Regions from separate parts of the Ovis aries genome. Here region 1 is linked to region 2. Evidence: chromatin contacts called from public Hi-C data. All regions are on one chromosome and are shown on one strand. Each heading gives the region's core, a stretch centred on a gene start, on an enhancer-like site or on the middle of the called end of the contact. The rest is flanking DNA. Distances are from core to core; before and after follow the strand shown.

Region 1 (5,509 bases), core at 693-3,192, 320 kb before region 2:
GATGGAGGAGCCTGGTAGAGTACAGTCAATGGGATCACAAAGAGTTGTACATGACTGAGCAACTTCACTTTCATAGAAGGGAAAAACTGAGCCAAGAGCAAACGCGTAACTTAAAGAGAATCAATGACCCCCAACTTCTCAATGTTCTTCATAATCTTGGGGTGGGGGGGAATCTTGGAGGAAATATCTGTTATGATAGCAAACAATCAAATTAGCAACTGCTTTTATTTAAATTATTTTGTTAAATTCAAGTATAATAAGCTTAATATATTTTAAAATTTAGCAAATAGTGGGATTCCCCCTTCACAGAATTCTGATTCCTTTTGCCCTCCCTCCCTTCCATCCAATCTCCCTCCAGTTTTTTCTCCTTCTTGCCTCCTGCCATATATAGGCCTACAATGATATCTGAGATGATGTTGCTAATATTAATCTTGGACATTTGGGGTACTAGAATTTGCTATGATTACCCCTACCCCCACCCCCAATTTCTGCAGCATTTTGCTATCTAGCTTGAATTCTTTAGAAAGGCATTTAGCAATTTTATGAAGAAGATAAAATCATTTCCCCAAAAAATTAACGGCACCTAGGTAGTAGGGTTTGTGAGCACTGAGTAAGATGACCAGGGGAGCACCTGGCATACTGTGGCCCCCAGATCCCGGCCCTGTCCCCCTGCTCCTCTTATGTGGAAGCCCCATTCTTCTCCCTTTGGCCAACTTCTATTCATCCTGCAAAGCCGACTCCAACGTGAAGAATTTCCTGACACCTACATCCCATTAATCAGATCCTCTACTCTGGACACAGTCCAAGCAGCGACAGCTCAGCGTCCCGGGGTTAATGTCCAGAGGTCGTGGCTACTGGCTTCTACGGTTTTTTTTTCCTTCAGGCCTCCCTTAATTCCCCAACCTTTCAGTATATCCTTTCAAACAATTGTTTTCATTTGAATTCCTAAATCCAGTTTCTGCAGCTTGCAGTTCAAGTACCCACCTGTTGCCCTGCCTCGCCAGCTTTGAGTTCCAGGCGAGGAAAGGTTTGTGGATGAAACTCAGTGGAGGCTATGGACCATCCTTCCCTCAACCCAACCTTCTGAAGGACACGGAATAGGACTGACACCTGTGCGACCTCATTCTTCCAGGTCCCGGGCAGGGGCGCCCACAGGGTTCTTGCTTGTAAAGGAACTGGTCTCTTACTGAGGACACTGGGCGACTTGCTGAAGACACACAGCTCTGCACGGCCAGGCAGCGGGCCGGCCTCCGCGCGTGTCTCCGCCCTCAGGGCCCGGGCTCTGGCTGGCCTGCCCCGGCCCTCCCCTGCGTCCACCCTCCGCCCAGCTCACAGAGCGACACGCGCCCCCGGCGCCTCAGCCCCGCCGCGAGCCCCGGGACCACGCGCTCCTCAGCAGCTCCAGTCCGCAGCCGCCGAGACCGGGACTCGGCGGGGAGGGGCCGGCCCCACGGTCCTCCGGCGGCGGTGCGGGGGCCTGGACGCGAGCCGAGGCCGCGGCGGCCCGGAACCCAGGGGCTGCCCCGCAGCCCGCGCGGCCTCTGCGGGGCGGGGTACGGCCGGCTCCCTCAGAGCGGCCCGGCCGCTGGCGGGGGGGCAGGGGCAGGCGGCTCCTCGGGTGGCCGGAGAAGGCGACGAGGCTGCGGGTGGAGACGGCGGTGCGGGACACAAGCCGAAGGGGGGCCAAACAGGGCCGAGCCGGACCGTAGCGCCCAGCCAGGCCAGCGCGCGGGTCGCGATTGTTCCACGGGTCGATAGCCGCACAGCTGGTGCGCCGAGCGGAGCCGAGCAGGCGGACAGAGCCTGTCGGGCAGAGCCGAGCGGGGCCGAGCGGGGCCGAGCGGGGCTGAGGAGAGCCGAGCGGAGCCGAGGAGAGCCGAGCGGAGCCGAGCAGGTGGACAGAGCCTGTCGGGTAGAGCCGAGCGGGGCCGAGCGGGGCCGAGCGGAGCCGAGCGGAGCTGAGGCGAGCCGAGCGGAGCCGAGCAGAGCCGAGCAGGTGGACAGAGCCTGTCGGGTAGAGCGGAGCGGGGCCGAGCGGAGCCGAGCGGAGCCGAGCTAGTTCCCGGGAGCGGAGCGGGTGACCGCAAGGGCGACTGAGTGGGTCCCGCCTAACGGAGGCGGTGGCGGGACTTGTTAGGGGTGAAGCTGCTCTGGCAGTCCTGCGGTCCTTCGCGTGTAGACCTCACCTTTTCAGGCTAAACAGGGGAAGCGGGGCGCTTCGTTCGCCAGGCCCGTGAGTCTTTCCCGGGTTGCGCAGCTCGGGCTGTGGATGGCGGGGGCCTTGTGCCCTGTCTGCCGGGACTGGGTGTCGCCTCCCTGGGCTGGGCCCTCGGCTCCGGTTACCCTGGGAGGGGTTCTGGGGGACAGGTCCCCTGGGGCTGAAATTGCCCGTCGGGCCGTCCGGAGAAGCGCGCCCCCGCCCCGTCGTCGGGTGGATGTGTCCGCGGTCCGGGGCGGGGGCGGCACGGACAGCCGAGCCCAGCCGAGCCTGGGCTGCGCCGGCGTTTGGACCTGAGGCGGGAGGCGCTCCCTGGGCTCCGGGCGGTGAGGGAGTCCGGAGTCGGAGGACGGCCTTGGCCCGGGCGGGGGGCGACCTCACTGAGCCCGGTTGTCAGCTGTGAGATGGGTGGACACGCCCTCCTGTCGGAACGTTCAGAAAGAGGCTTGGGGGATGCTCGGGGTAAGGACTTCGGCAGAATTATCCTGTGGTCTGTATGTGGTAAGATGTCACCTCTTTTAATTCCTAATAAAAAGTGTTAAGCCAGGGTAGGGTGGGGGGCATAGACACGAACGTATAAGCCAGTAATCCCTGCTTGTGTTCTGGTGGGAGGCAGCCAATCCTGTGATCTGGCCCCAAAATTGAGGCTGAAGCACAGCTTGGACCAGCTGTCCACGTGGCATCTGATCCCTTCTCACAGTCCGTGCCTGTATTCCTAGGATGGTTTGTTCTAAAACACACATGTGATCGTGTCACTTGGGTGCTAAGAGCCCTTCAGTGCCAATGGGATAAAGGCCTGGCTCAGAGCTGGCCCAGCCTGCCTTTCCAGGCGCATCTCCTTTCCCTCCCCGGGTTTTCAGGAACGCTTGGCCACATCCCTCTGCTCTTCTTTGCCTTTATTTACCCTCTCTTGTTTAGAATATTTAAAAGTGCTCGGCTCAGTGTTGACACGAGATGGCGCCAGAACTGTGCGCAAGGCTTTCTCTAGCGCCCGCTGAACATGGAAACTGGCTTGGTGGTTGGGCCTTTTGGAAAGCCACTTAAAACTTGTTTCATTAGCAGCTTGTATCTTTTTAGCACACCTCTCAATGAATTTTATGTATCTAATTAATTTTCCAGATATGACCATAAATGGGCTTCCCAGGTGGCGCTAGTGGTAAAGAACCTGCCTGCCAATGCAGAAGACTTAAAAGAGATGCGGGTTCGATTCCTGGGTCAGGAAGATCCCCTGGAGGAGGAAATGTCAACCCACTCCAGTATTCTTGCTTGGAGAATCCCATGGACAGAGGAGCCTGGAGGGCTACAGTCCGTGAGGTCACAAAGAGTCAGACGCGAATGAATGGACGTAGCGTGCCTGCACCCACAGGCTTGAACACATAATAGTTTATTCTCTCACAGTTCAGCAAAGAAACCTGAAGCTGAAAAGCAGCTGTAGTTGAAGTTAGTTTCTCATGAAGGCTCTGAGGGGTCTGTCCCATGCCTCTTTCCCAGCCTTGCAGATCTCCAGTAACCTTCAACATCCTTCCTTGGTGCTGTTCTTCCTGAATGTGTCTGTGTGTCCTCTTGCTTCTTATAAGGAAACCAGTCAGTGGAGTTAGGACCCACCCTGGTCTAGTATGGCCTTGTCCTAAATAACTGTATCTTCAAAGACTTCATTTCCAAATAGGATAACCTTCTGAAGTTCTGGGTGAATTTTGGAGGTTATGGTTTAACCGATTATAAAACTTCTATATTTGAAGGGGACACCATTCAATCCATTAAACTCTTATGAATGTAGTAAATGTGGGAAATCCTTCAGCTATAGCTCAACTCTTTTTCAGCGGTTGTAAGAACGCTGTTGGGTGCAGACAGTGTAGGAAAGTCTTCAACTCTAAATGATCCTCGTTAGGAATTGGAGAATTCATCCTGGAGAGAAGTCATCTATGCTGCTGCTGCTACTGCTGCTAAGTCGTTTCAGTCGTGTCCGACTCTGTGCGACCCCATAGACGGCAGCCCACCAGGCTCCTCCGTCCCTGGGATTCTCCAGGCAACACTGCAGTGTGTTGCCATTTCCTTCTCCAGTGCATGAAAGTAAAAAGTGAAAGTGAAGTCGCTCAGTCGTCTCCAACCCTCAGCGATCCTGTGGACTGCAGCCTTCCAGGTTCCTCCAACCATGGGATTTTCCAGGCAAGAGTACTGGAGTGGGGTGCCATTGAATGGCGAAAAACTTTTCAAAATAACCTCTCTCTTATTCAATAAGAAAAATTAATAATGTATATAAATCTTCTGAATGTAATCAATATTTATAAGCTTTCAGATGCTTCATTAACCACAGAGACTGCAGACTGGACAGAAATCCCAAGAGTATATTGTCAACAAAACTAGCTGGGAAGTAGAGCTCATTTACCTCAAAGATTTCATACTTATTAATATATTTTTATGTTGATACTAAGGTAAAATTGGAATATAATGTTATATTACTTTCAGGTGTACAACGCAATGATCTGTTATCGGTATATATTGAAAATAAGTTTCGGTAACATCTGTTGCCGTACATAGTTACAAATGCTTTGTTTTCTTGTGATAAGGATTTTTAAGATTTACTCTCTTAATGCAAATCAAAACCACAATGAGGTGCCATTTCATGCCAGTCAGAATGGCTGATATCCAAAAGTCTACAAGCAATAAATGCTGGAGAGGGTGTGGAGAAAAAGGAACCCTCTTACACTGTTGGTGGGAATGCAAACTAGTACAGCCACTATGGAGAAAAGTATGGAGATTTCTTAAAAAATTGGAAATAGAACTGCCATATGACCCAGTAATCCCACTGCTGGGCATGCACACTGAGGAAACCAGAATTAAAAGAGACACACGTACCCCAATGTTCATCACAGCACTGTTTATAATAGCCAGGACATGGAAGCAGCCTAGATGTCCATCAGCAGACGAATGGATAAGAAACCTGTGGTACATATACACAATGGAATATTACTCAGCCATTAAAAAGAATACATTTGAATCAGTTCTAATGAGGTGGATGAAACTGGAGCCTATTATACAGAGTGAAGTAAACCAGAAAGAAAAACACCAATACAGTATACTAATGAGTATATATGGAATTTAGAAAGATGGTAATGATAACCCTGTATGCAAGACAGCAAAAGAGACACAGATGTATAGAACAGTCTTTTGGACTCTGTGGGAAAGGGCGAGGGTGGGATGATATGGGAGAATGGCATTTCAACATGTAAATTATCCCATGTGAAATGAATCACCAGTCCAGTTTTGATGCATGAAACAGGGTGCTCGGGG
Region 2 (5,953 bases), core at 687-3,186:
GGCAAGACAGGCTCCCCTGAGGGCGACATCCAGGGTGAGGGGGCGGCCGGGGAGCCGGAAGGACACCAGGCATCTGGAGCATCATGGTAGACCTCCCCGGAAGCCTGGCGGCAGAGAGGGGCCTCCCCGAGGCCACCCATTCACACGGAAGCCTTGGCTGCTGCCCAGCAGGCCCCGGCTTCATGGAAGGAGCCAAGCCCTGGAGGCCGCGCCAGGAAGGGCCCTGTTCTAAAGCCACCTCAGGGCCAGGCCCACGTGCTTGTACTTGACCAGCTGCACAGCCTGCCTCGTGAAGAGGCCCCCGGCCCTGAGGGTCCCGTGAGCCCTGCCGAAGCAAGGCCTGGAGCAATTCTTGTTAAAGTGAAGGCTCTGATTTCTGTATTAATCAGAAAAGGCAGTGGAGCCGGGAGAGCACCGGCTTTGGGGGTCAGACAGCCCTGATGTAGGGTGGCAGCTCTGCCACCTGCTGGCCATGTGTCCGTGGGTGATTGGAACTCCAAGCCTCAGTTTTCCCCATCTGTAAAACAGGGCCAGTGACTTCCAGCCCTTGGACCAGATGAGGTAAATTAGAGAAGCCTCGTTGATGTGGCCTCGGTGCCTGAGGGAGCCCCTGGATGTTGGGGGTGAGCCGCAGAAAGGCCTCACCCGAGTGCCAGTTGAGGTGGGAACCTTGGATTTATTCAAGGTCCTCGCTTTGAAGCGTCTTTGGAGAAAACTGAAAAACAATGAGGACGTGTCCTGGGCCAGTGGGCCCTCTGAGCCCTGATCCTGGGGATCGGCCTGCTCGCGGACTGGCGGAGAGCTGTGGGTGGTCTGGGGGCCAGAGCTCGTGTTTGCGTTCTGCGGAAGAGGAAATGGAGGGCGGGTTCAAACGCCCCTCTTGCCGCTCCTGCCCGAGACTGTGGCCCTTGAACAGGGAGCTGGGTCTCTAGGGGGAGCCAGCTTCTCGGGAACAGGAGCCTGTGACAGCAGAGCTCACGGGACCAGTGTCCCTGTGCTCAGCCTGGCTGCCCTGGGTCACTGCCTCAGCAGTCGGAGCTCCGGGACCACGGGGTCAGTTTCTGGGTGTTAAGTTTCACGGTGTCAGCAGCCTGGGGGCCCCAGCCCAGTTCCAGGAGGCGTCTGCCCCTCAGGGGCGTGTCTGAGTAGCACTGTGGGCGTCTCCCCTGGTCAACAAGGCTCTGGACCCCAGAGGCCCAGGCTCTGCCATGTGATGCTGAGTGGAGCTGCTGGCTGTGCTGATTGTCCTTCAGACGGTTCGCTCACCTCCTCCCAAGCCCGTCACAACCCCGGCTTGGGGCAGGTGAGGAAGCAGCCCTCCCTGGGTGCCCGGAGCTGCCCTGGGGTCTCAGCCCCAAGACAGCAATGGCCGCCGCGGTCTGCTGGCCGCTGGCGGCGTCCGGGGCCAGTGTATTTTGCGTGGCTTTTCTCTTCCCCCTCGGAGAGGCGTGTGGGTGTCCTGCAGCCCCAGAGAGAACCAACACCCTGGAGACCTATCTTTCAGTGAGATATCCAGATAAGGAATGGGGGCAAATACAAAAACAGGGACAGGACAGAGAATGTGGGCTGGCGGGGTGGGGGGAGCGGGTGGTCATTCCCATTTTAGAGATGAGGAGACTGAGGCAGGCAGTTGGATACCTAGCCCCCAGTGGTTAAGTTAAGTGGTTAAGGCAGTGGTTGGACGCTGGAGCCCAGTCGGAACCCAGTGTCTGGCCCACAGGGAGCACTGCAAAGGTCTGTGAGAAATCGATCACATGGGAATCAGTACCTAGTTCACAGACGAGGAAACTGAGGCTTAGGGGTTTAACGTAACTTGCCTGAGGCCTGGCTGGATAGAACCCACGTGCGCCCGACTCAGGAGTCCAGACCCATCCCCTGGTTGGCTTCCCTAAGACTCTGTGAAACTGGTGTTAGCTAAGATTTCCCAAGACCAGCGGGATTCCGCAGCTTGGAGGCACGGTTGAGCCCCAGACTGCTGGAATCCTGGCGCTGGCTCTCCCAGCCCTGGTCCGGCCCATCTGACTTGGCTCTGTTTGCTTGAAGGCGGAAGGTGCTGAGCTTGTCTTCTGGGATTGACGAACCGGGCGCTCTGAAGTGGGACCTTGCTCTCTGCCTCCTCCTGGTCTGGCTGGTCTGTTTCTTCTGCATCTGGAAGGGCGTCAAGTCCACGGGCAAAGTGAGTTGTGCTCTCATCCCGCCTCGTGGAGCCTGGCCCTCTGCAGGGTCGGCTCCTGTGCCCCTGGGGCCCTCCTGCTCAAAACTGGTCCTGATTAACCAGTTCTCCTAGCAGCCCCCTCGGTTGTGGCGTTTGCCCATTTCACAATGTAAATCTGCCCAGCGGGTCCAATTTCAAGTTATTGATGGTTTGACAATCAGCCCGCAAGATTCCTGAAATGGGGTGGTGTGCTCTCCAAGCACCCACACACCACTGGTACCCCATTAGGGAGTGGTGGGCTGTGAGGATGTTCAGTTCAGTTCAGTCACTCAGTCGTGTCCGACTCTTTGCGACCCCATGAATCGCAGCACACCAGGCCTCCCTGTCCATCACCATCTCCTGGAATTCACTCAAACTCATGTCCATCGAGTCAGTGATGCCATCCAGCCATCTCATCCTCTGCCGTCCCCTTCTCCTCCTGCCCCCAATCCCTCCCAGCATCAGAGACTTTTCCAATGAGTCAACTCTTTGCATGAGGTGGCCAAAGTACTGGAGTTTCAGCTTTAGCATCATTCCTTCCAAAGAACACCCAGGACTGATCTCTTTTAGAATGGACTAGTCGGATCTCCTTGCAGTCCAAGGGACTGTTAGCGGATAACAAACCCTGAGATACCACTGCAAAGTTAACCGGTAACGGTGTTGTTAGCTACCAACTGCTCACCAGCCACGGGGACCCTTGCGACCTCAACATCCCCTGTCGACCCTTTAGAAATGTAGACCCATGGGCTGACCCCAGACCTACAGAATCAGAAGCTGCATTTGAACACTTTTCCCCCAAATGTGCACTGAGGTTTGAGAAGCAAAACTTCTCAACGCATTTTTGCCGCTAAGTCAGATTAACCGAATTAACTTAGGCCTTACATTTCAGCTGTTAACTAGGAAGTTAGTTATTAAGGAGAGCTCTCACCGATCGTTAAGTCGTTTGCTCATAACCGAAGTGCTGGCTGTCGCTGAAGCATCTGCTGCTGGTTAATCTGTTACCTAGTGCCAAGACATTACTGTTAGCAAAGGTGGTAGCTGAAAATTCGTGTTACATTCATGCAGGCTTTAGGGTTAGCTGGTATACTGTCAGTGATGAAACTGTTAGCCTGTAACCGAAATATTACCTGTTAACAGAGCCGGGCGATGGATGACCTGGTAAGCAGAACACCAGCCAGTATAATACCATAGTCATCCTGGTGGCGAAAAACCCTCCAGAGGGTTCCCTTGGGCTCACCGGGCTGAACCCAGGGCACCAACAGCCACAGCGTAGGTGTTGGCTGGCCTACCCTTACGTGACCCCCTGTCTGCCATCCCCCGACCCCCATCATTTGCATCTCCATCCGGGACAATCTCTCTAAGACCAAGAAGTCCTCAAAGGTCAAAAGAGTTGAGTTAAGGTGGCTTTTGAAGGACAGTGATGGGCAGTGGGTGACGTCATTGGGAGAAGGGGCTGTGATTGCGAGTTCTCCCCGGTGAAGGGCCTCTTAGGTAAAGTGATCTAAGGAGACAAGAGCTAAAGGGGGCGCGTGACGTGGTGGAGGAAGACAGGCGTGCCGGGTGTGGTTTCAGGCAAGGCTCACCAAGAAGGGCGCTTAGAGGCGTAGATTTGTCGGAAGTGAGGGGTAAGCCATTCAAAGGCCCAGAGATGTGTCCGACCAGACCCTCGGGGAGCCCCTGGTCCAATGGAGGAGCTGATGTCCGCCAGGAACCGTGAGCCTCACCCGAGACACATGCAGGGGCAGGAGACCAGAGTCGAAGTGAAATGGAGAGGGTGCAGGGCTGTCCCTTGGCGGCTGACGGACGTGACTGGCTGGAGGTCCCCCTGCTGCCCCCAGAGAAGAGGCTCCGGGCCCCCAGGGGCAGGCGTGGCCCCCAGAACAATAGCAGGGCTGGGCCAGCCCCCGGGGAAGCCAGGACAAACACAGGGAGGATCCGAGGACTTCCTCGAGCTCCTCGGCGGCCACCGCTGGCCATGACTTCCAGCCCTGGCCATAGACCAGGTCTGCAGCCACCGTGGGGGCCGGATGGCCTCGTCCTGGCTGTGGCCTTGCTCAGTGGCTGACCCCGGCATGGCCGGGCTGGGGAGGAGGGAGCTCCTGGGCCTGGGGGGCTCAAGACCCAAGTTCAGGTCACTTGGCTTCTCTGGATGTCAGTTCCCTTGCGTGGAACAGCATTCGTCCTTCTGAGGGTCTGACACTTGGCTCAGAGTTCACTGCTGCTCAATTCTTCCAAGAGATTGTGATCGTGGTGCAGACGCTCTGCGCCTTGCTTGTGTGCCAGGCACCGTTCTCAGCTCCGATTATCAGCTCCTTTAGCCTCCTGATGTCTGATGTATGCGTGGTTCCTACTCCGCTTTACAGAAGTGGTAAGAGGAGATGTTCTTGGGGAAATGGTGGGGCAGAGAGGTTGATCTGTTCACGTCTACACAGCTTGTCGGTAGCCCAGGTGGCATTTGAGCTTGGGCAGCCCAGCGCCCAGCCTCGGGGCCCTGCATTCTCCCGCCTCCTGCGGCTGCCTGCTCTCACAGCACGTTAGGTCGCAGGAGGTGACAGGGACTCCAGACCCTCCCACAGGAAGGGTGGCCTCATGAACCCCACTGGCAGTTCAAATCCCAGATGCAAGCACAGGCCGGCCTCTGCAGACCTGGTGTGGGGTCTCGGCTCTGCACCCGCAGCCGGCGTGACCGAGGCCAGTCCCTTCCCCCCGGAGCCTCAGTTTCCGCCTGTGTGAAATGAGTCGTGGTGTTCTCCTGCAAACACACACGAGGTGCTTGGGGCCTGCCAGGCCCTGGGTGCAGACCCACGGCCCTGGGCCTCTGGGGTGAGTGACCCACGCTGCCCAGACGACCTCCCCAGAGGAAGCCCAGGGCAGCAGAGACCAGCACGTCCCCCTGGTGCCTGGCCGGCCACCCTCTCCCCGCCATCCCCGGGGGAGGAGGAGGCACTGGCTTTGTAAGTTTCCAGGGCACTTGGGCCACAGGGCTTTTGGGTCACGGGCTCAGAGCAGCCACGGAGGTTTGCCAGCAAGAGTGGAAAAATACCGCATCCTGGCGCAGGGCCCCCGCCAGAGCTGCTCCCACGGGGATCCCGAGAGTCACCGGGAGGCTGGGAGTTTGGGGCTCAGGAGCTGGGCCCCCGCCAGAGGCCCACTGGTGGCGGCTGGCAGAGCCGCTCCCACGGGGACTCCGAGAGCCACGGGGAGACTGGGAGTTTGGCGCTCAGGGGCTGGGCCTCGGCAGATTCTGCAAAACAAGGGTGTCCTGCCAGAGAGGCTGCCACGGTGGCGTGAGCAGGTGGGCTGTGCTGCCCTGGGCTTGGGGAGAAAGCGTGCACACACAGACACACACTCAGACACAGACATACACACAGACACACACTCAGACACACATTCAGACACAGACACAGATGCACAGACACATAGACACACACAGACACAGACACACACACAGATACACACTCAGACGCAGACATACACACAGACACACACAGACACAGTCACACACACACAGACAAACACAGACACACAGATAGACACAGACACACACACACAGATACAGACATACACACACAGATACACACTCAGACACAGACAGACACAGACAGACATACAGATATACACACACAGATATACACACAGACATACACACAGACACACAGGCGCACACACAGATACAGACATGCACACATGCACAGACATACAGATACATAGACACACACAGACACAGACACACACGGATACACACTCAGACGCAGACAT

What was found. Hi-C and Micro-C count contacts between places; a contact is called where the count stands out from the background.
Region 1: a contact with region 2 is called in a Hi-C map of tail adipose tissue, with 4 times the contacts expected there. The contact joins two enhancer-like sites. A contact is called at or near these places in 7 of 16 Hi-C or Micro-C datasets (blood, hypothalamus, liver and 2 more).

Annotation. Positions count from the first base shown.
Region 1 is chr19:58,052,999-58,058,507 of ARS-UI_Ramb_v3.0, reverse strand. It overlaps LOC132658221 (vomeronasal type-1 receptor 90-like), which reads right to left. Exons shown (of 1, transcript XM_060402956.1): 1 at 2,065-5,509. Among named protein-coding and RNA genes, the nearest start is that of WNT7A, 11 kb to the left of the region's middle. Within about 2 kb of position 1,942, at least 54 of the 54 cell types and tissues checked have an H3K27ac peak or open chromatin away from gene starts, as enhancers often do. A contact at or near this core is called in tail adipose tissue, where this site is marked.
Region 2 is chr19:57,737,099-57,743,051 of ARS-UI_Ramb_v3.0, reverse strand. SLC6A6 (solute carrier family 6 member 6) reads left to right here. Exons shown (of 13, transcript XM_042236439.2): 5 at 2,044-2,176. Among named protein-coding and RNA genes, the nearest start is that of SLC6A6, 57 kb to the left of the region's middle. Within about 2 kb of position 1,936, at least 2 of the 54 cell types and tissues checked have an H3K27ac peak or open chromatin away from gene starts, as enhancers often do. A contact at or near this core is called in tail adipose tissue, where this site is marked.